Linked DNA regions of Canis lupus: region 2 is linked to region 1. Evidence: chromatin contacts called from public Hi-C data. All regions are on one chromosome and are shown on one strand. Each heading gives the region's core, a stretch centred on a gene start, on an enhancer-like site or on the middle of the called end of the contact. The rest is flanking DNA. Distances are from core to core; before and after follow the strand shown. Region 1 has its middle 30 kb from the start of ZG16. Region 2 holds the start of C6H16orf54 (transmembrane protein C16orf54 homolog).

Region 1 (2,983 bases), core at 162-2,661:
GCCTCTCTCTCTCTCACTGTGTGCCTATCATAAATAAATAAAAATTTAAAAAAAAAAAAAAAAAAAAAGGAAAGTGTCAGACTTCCTAGTCCCATCCTGCCATCTCTCCACCCCCCACCCCCGCCCCCGGAAGTACAGAGAGACTCAGAGTCCTGGGGGGTGGGGAGGAGCAGCCATCCTGTGCTACTGAATGGCCAGGAACCTCCCAAGTTCACACCCGGTTAATGCTGGACACAGCTCTTCCTTCCTGCTCAGGAGGGCCTTGGAGCATTCACCCCCTGGATGCAGGAAGGAAGTGGAAGTACCAGCAGGGCATTCCTCTGAGCCAGGCCCTGCGGGTGGAGGAATCAGGCCCTCGCTCTCAACTCTCAACGAGCTCAGCGTCTCCAGTGGCAGGGGCAGGGCTGGGGGAGGGTGACAGAAGACCGGGACAGAACTGATACAAGATAGAGATCAGGGCTCTGGTCCCATCTCTGTCACTCAGGAGCTGGAAAACCATGTTGCTTCTCATTGTCATCATCAGCTGGCAGGACTGGGTCGTGGGGACCCTGCACATGAGGGGCAAACAATCTGCCAGGGAAACACAACAGGCGTACAGTGTTCAGAGCTCAGACGCCCGCATGTCAAGTGATCAGCAGAGGCAAGGCCCTGGCTCTCCAGCTGGCCTCGCCGCCCACACACTTGGAGACTTCAGGAAAGTGATTTTTATGTTGCTAGGACTCACATTCTTTCTCTGCGAGAAAGTTGAAAGTTAACCAAGAGGGGCATCTAGGGGCTCAGTGGTTGAGCATCTGCCTTGAGGGTAATGATCCCAGGGTCCTGGGATGAGTCCCACATCAGGCTCCCCGCAGGGATCCTGCTTCTCCCTCTGCCTGTGTCCCCACCTCTCTCTGTGTCTTTCATGAATAAAATAAAATCTTAAAAAAAAAAAAAAAAAAAAAAAGAGGTTGAACAAGATGCCCTGTGGGGACTTTCTAGCTTGACCTCTTAAAGATGCTGGGAAAGGAAAGAGGGGCGTGCACATGCATGGACGAATGTGATGTTCCTGCCCTAGAGTCCAGCCTGCTGTCCCCAGAGTCATCTTTACACTCTCAGACCCAGACAAGGGGCCACAGGAAAGGGGAACGGATGGCTAGGTGGGTGGATTAACAGTGGCATTAGTTTTACCCTTTTCCTTTCTCTTTGTTTTAAACCTCTGCCTCTCCTTTTTAACACCCTCTGATTACTTTCTCATGCTGAGTCCTTCTTTTAATTCTTCAGGTGCTTAAAATATACTTACTGTGTGGTCTTTTGCTCCATGATTCTGTTGTCTGGAGTTCTGGGGTGCTTACTTTCGTCCATGACAGATGGTTTCCTCTTAAGTTTCTAATTCAGGGCTGTGAACTCAGAGTCAGCAGGGGGACACCATGTGACTAAGTTTGATGGTGTCTTTCTAGAGAGATTCTGGTTTGCTCCTGTCAAGGATGCTTCAAGGGTATTACAAACCCTGAACCATGTTATTTGCTCATTTTATCTGGGCTTCCATGATGGTGTAAACTTGGAACCCAAATCCAAGTGAGGGCAAGCCTTCTGCAATGAATTCTCAGGACTTTTCTATTGCCATCAGATCTCAGGGCGAGGCAGGCAAGGTTCTTTTGTGCTCTCTGAGCCGATGGAAAGATCTTTTTTTCTAGTCTACTCCTTCACTAAGGGTCCCCCTTTAAGGGGTTGAGCTTTATATTAGGGTCTCCGTTTTCAATGGCCCTGCAAGACCTCATCTCCAATCTCTAAGTGAAGGTAAAGCCCAAAGCCCCTGTGTTGCCAAGATCTACGGCCTCAGAGCTCTGGTTTTCAATTTCCTCCTTGTGTGTGGGGATTCCCCTTACTATCTTGAAACCCAGCTGTGCATTTTGAGGGATGTTTACTTGATTTTATGCCTAATCTCTACCTGTTTTATGGTGGGGATGTGCTCTTTAGGTTACACTGTTCACGACATCACAAAACCCAGACTATTTCCTCTATAAACAAGATCAGATCTCTTCCACCTTAAAAAAACCAGCCAACCGACAACCAATTCTCCATCCTTCACCACGCATGACCTCGCACCTCCTTCACTGCCAAACTTCTGGAAAGAGCTGTCTGTCTTAACAGTCTAGGTTTCCTCCTCTCCCCAGCAGCTGAAACCTGCTGTAGGCTTTGGCATGCCTCCAGCACTCCAGAAGAAACTGCTTTCTTTTTTTTCTTTCTTTCTTTTTTTTTTTTTTAGAAACTGCTTTCACCAAAATCATGACCTGCATATTTTACTTAAAGGATACCTCTGTAGGCTACATTTTTTTTCTCTTTTTTTCTTAAGATTTTTAATTTATTTATTCATGAGAGACACAGAGAAAGAGAGGCAGACATAGGCAGAGGGAGAAGTGGGCTCCCCGCGGGAGCCAGATGTGGGACTCGATCCCAGAACTCCAGGTCATGACCTGAGCCAAAGGCAGATGCTCAACTGCTGAGCCACCCAGGTATCCCTTGATTCTTTTCTTGACATGTTCTCTTCGCTTAGCTTCTGTGATTCCACACACACCTGATATCCCTTCCCTCCCTCTGGCCATCCTCTCTGACTTCTTTCTTGTCTGCCTTCTTCAGCAGTCCATCCTGGACAGCTTTTGTTCTTGCCTGCCACGCTTCTCCTGAGCAATCTCACTCATGCCCATGGCCTCACCTGCTGTCCCGTACCTGAAAATCCCCAAGTTTCCACCACCAACGGTGGCAGATATGATTCTCTTATTTATATGCTCTGCCATTATTCCAAAGTAATAGTAACAATGGGAAAGAAACAAATTAACTAACTAGAAGATTATCTCAGAATCACTCCACAGCTGTCCTTGGGTACAGAGACAACATTTGTCCCCAGGATAAAACCAGGAAAAAAGAAAATACAGGGGTCATGAATTTGCATGAGTAAAGAGGCCAAGCAGGAGATATAGGTGGCCAAATGGACCAAGGGACAGAG
Region 2 (3,191 bases), core at 126-2,625, 43 kb before region 1:
CAACTGCTTTTATAATACAAGTCTAGGGACGCCTGGGTGGCTCAGAGTGTGATCCCAGAGTTTCAGGATAGATTCCTACATTGGGCTCCCTGCATGGAGCCCGCTTTTCCCTCCGCCTGTGTCTCTCATGAATAAATAAATAAAATCTCTCAAAAAAAAAAAAAAAAAAGAGCAGAGGCTCTAGAGTAGGACTTGCCTGAGCACAAATTCAGACCCCAATATTTACTAGTCGTGTTAACTCTGAGCAAGCTATTTAACCCATCTTCACCTCAGTTTCCTCATCTGTAAAACAAGGACAACAGCCAACAATCTCGTAGCATTGTGTGGCGATTAAATGATTCATCACCACAAAGTGCTTACAACTATGCCTGGCACCTAGCAAGCGTTCAACATGTGCCTGACATTCTGCTAAATAGCTCTGTTTTTCCCAGGGCCTGACAAACAGCAGGGGACTCAATCAATTACTACCGTCCCCACCATAATCACTGGCCAGAACTCAGTGTACAGGGAGAGAGCAGAGACATCTGTAAACAAATACGCACTTACAAGATTCCGAATGTCCCAACAGCCTTTCCAACCCTAAAAGGGCACTGACTTCCACGGCTAGACCTTTATTTCCCTGGTCCGGGACCTCAGCACATCTAAGGCTGTCAACTTACACCCAGCTACGGCCGGTCTGAACCTCGGCCTCCCTGCATCTCCCCGGGATCTCCTCTCACTCAAACAGCACGTCAAGAACACAGTCAAACGTGCATCCAGCTTCTTTCTTTTGGTCCTTACGGTTCAGTGTCACCTACTTTTCGCTCACTCATCTCCCGAGATGGGGTCGCTGTCCCCATTCGACAATAAAACTGCGGCTCGCAAAGGGCGGCAAGTGCGCTAGGCTCAAACAAAGCTCTAGTGTCGGAACCGGGTCTTAACACGGCCCACTGACCCGCGCGGAGAGCTGGAAACAGTGAGCAGGAAAATGCGAGCGGGGCCGGCCCGCTCGGAAGTCCCACACTCCCACCTTCCCCTCCCCGCGCCACTTCGGCCTCTCCGCGACAACCCACAGAGGCCGGACCAGACTCCGGGCGTTACCACACCAGGCTCCAGACTTTGGCACCCCGTCCAGGCCGGGGTGGCGTACCTGAGACCGCCGCCGCCATCTCGCGTCGCCTGAGCGGCGCGGCGCCCCCCGCGTCCATTCCACTCCCTCCGTTGGCCCGCCTCTCCTATTCGAATTTCCCGGTGCCCCGCCCCCTGTTCTGGGTTCCACCAATCACGCCTGCTCGCCGCCGGAAGCCGCTGACGGCAGCTCTCAACCATCCCGCCCTCTAGGGTTCGCCTCTGGGACCTGCAAGAAAAACCTCCCCGGGGCGGAGGACGCATGCGCGCAGGTTGGCCAGCCAGCGGTGGCGGCAGCGGCCGGGCTCCCGCTCGAATTCCCGCGCGGGAGGCAGGGGCGGCGGCGGCAGCGGAAGCAGTCGGAGGAGCTGCTGGGCGAGGCCGGGCACCGGACTCCCCGTACCTTCTGGCTTTCGGGTGTCCCAGAGTAGATTTGCGTAAGTACAGACTTCTCGCCTCGTTTTTCCCCCTCAACCACGGATTTGGGTACGAACCACGCAGGGATCGAAGGCACTCCATCGATTTAGCCCCTAATTTCCCTGAATTGAACACAGCTTAAGCTATTATAGTGGCAGAAGGGATGATTCTATGAAACGGGAAGACGTTGCGAGAAAACGAGTTATTCTAAGCTTCACTTTCTGCAGTTTCTTGCCTTCGCGCCCTTGGGAGTGGGGGTTGGCGAGGTCGTCTTTGTGGATTTCGAGACTTGAACTCAGTGCCAGTCAGCGGTGCTTTACCGTCTGGTCACTCCTGTAGGTCTGGACCGCGCTGCCCGGATTGTAGGCAGTCACGGTGCACTCACCTCCTGCTGAGCCCAAATCCACTATGTGAGGTGCAGGTGACTTACGTGTCCTCTTATGTCAAATCTGAGCCCGGGAGACCAGCTCCGATGTTCCTTACTTGGCAATTCAGAACATATTGGAGTGAACGTTAAAGGCATGTTCAGTCTTTTACCTAGTCAGCCTCACCTACGGTTCCACTCCCCAGTGTCCTGTGGTTCACCTGTTTGTGAATTAGTTACCTTTCCCTTCTGGAAGCCTAACCAGGGATTAATGTCACATCTTTGAGCTCCTGGGGTAGGGCCCTGATTTAGACATTATGTCCATCCTGTTAAAAAACAAAACAGGGATCCCTGGGTGGCGCAGCGGTTTGGCGCCTGCCTTTGGCCCAGGGCGCGATCCTGGAGACCCGGGATCGAATCCCACATCGGGCTCCCGGTGCATGGAGCCTGCTTCTCCCTCTGCCTGTGTCTCTGCGCCTCTCTCTCTCTCTGTGACTATCATAAATAAATAAAAATTAAAAAAAAAAAAGTGTTAGACCCTTTGTTCCTGAGAACAATTTTGCTCTTGAGGTCCTTTTACGTTCTTAAAATGTGAGGCCCCAGGGGCGCCTGGCTGGCTGAGTCCGCAGAGCATTTGACTCTTGATCTTGGAGTTGTAAATTTGAGCCTCATGTTGGGTGTAGAGATTACTTAAATAATTTACAAATCTTAAAAAAAGTTTTTGAGGGGCAGCCTGGGTGGCTCAGCGGTTTAGCGCCACCTTCAGCCCGGGGCATGATATTGGAGACCGGGGATCGAGTCCCACGTCGGGCTCCCTGCCTGGAGCCTGCTTCTCCCTCTGCCTGTGTCTCTGCCTCTCTTTCTGTGTCTCTCATGAATAAGTAAATAAAATCTTTTAAAAAATGGTGAGTTTTATGTTGTGTGAATTATATCTCCATTTAAAAACCTGCCTGAAAAATTACAATAACCTATTACATATGAGGTAAATAACATTATAAAATTTTTAAAGATATTATTTATTATCTGACAACGCACACACACAAGTAGGCGGAGCAGGAGAGAGTTGGAGAGGCAGTTTCCCTGATGAGCAGAGAGCCTGAGGCTGAGCCTACTCCAGGACCCTGGGATCATAACCTGAGCCAAAGGCAGATGCTTAACCAACTGTGCAACCCAGGCACTCTAACATTTTAATTTTAAAAACCAAAAAGAAAAAGAGTGGCACGTTTTACATTTTTACAAATATAACGTCTGGCTTAACAGAAAATAGCTGGATTCTCCTATCTGCTTCTGCATTCAGGATGTT

What was found. A called contact is a pair of places that touch in the nucleus more often than the background predicts.
Region 2: a Hi-C map of blood shows a contact between it and region 1, with 2.1 times the contacts expected there. The contact joins the promoter of C6H16orf54 here to the enhancer-like site in region 1. A contact is called at or near these places in 2 of 9 Hi-C or Micro-C datasets (both in blood).

Annotation. Positions count from the first base shown.
Region 1 is chr6:17,973,364-17,976,346 of UU_Cfam_GSD_1.0, reverse strand. No RefSeq gene overlaps it. Among named protein-coding and RNA genes, the nearest start is that of ZG16, 30 kb to the left of the region's middle. Within about 2 kb of position 1,411, at least 6 of the 20 cell types and tissues checked have an H3K27ac peak or open chromatin away from gene starts, as enhancers often do. A contact at or near this core is called in blood, where this site is marked.
Region 2 is chr6:18,015,698-18,018,888 of UU_Cfam_GSD_1.0, reverse strand. It overlaps C6H16orf54 (transmembrane protein C16orf54 homolog), which reads left to right and starts at 1,375. Exons shown (of 2, transcript XM_038539838.1): 1 at 1,375-1,544. It overlaps KIF22 (kinesin-like protein KIF22), which reads right to left and starts at 1,230. Exons shown (of 14, transcript XM_038539841.1): 1 at 1,130-1,230. The coding sequence starts at 1,187.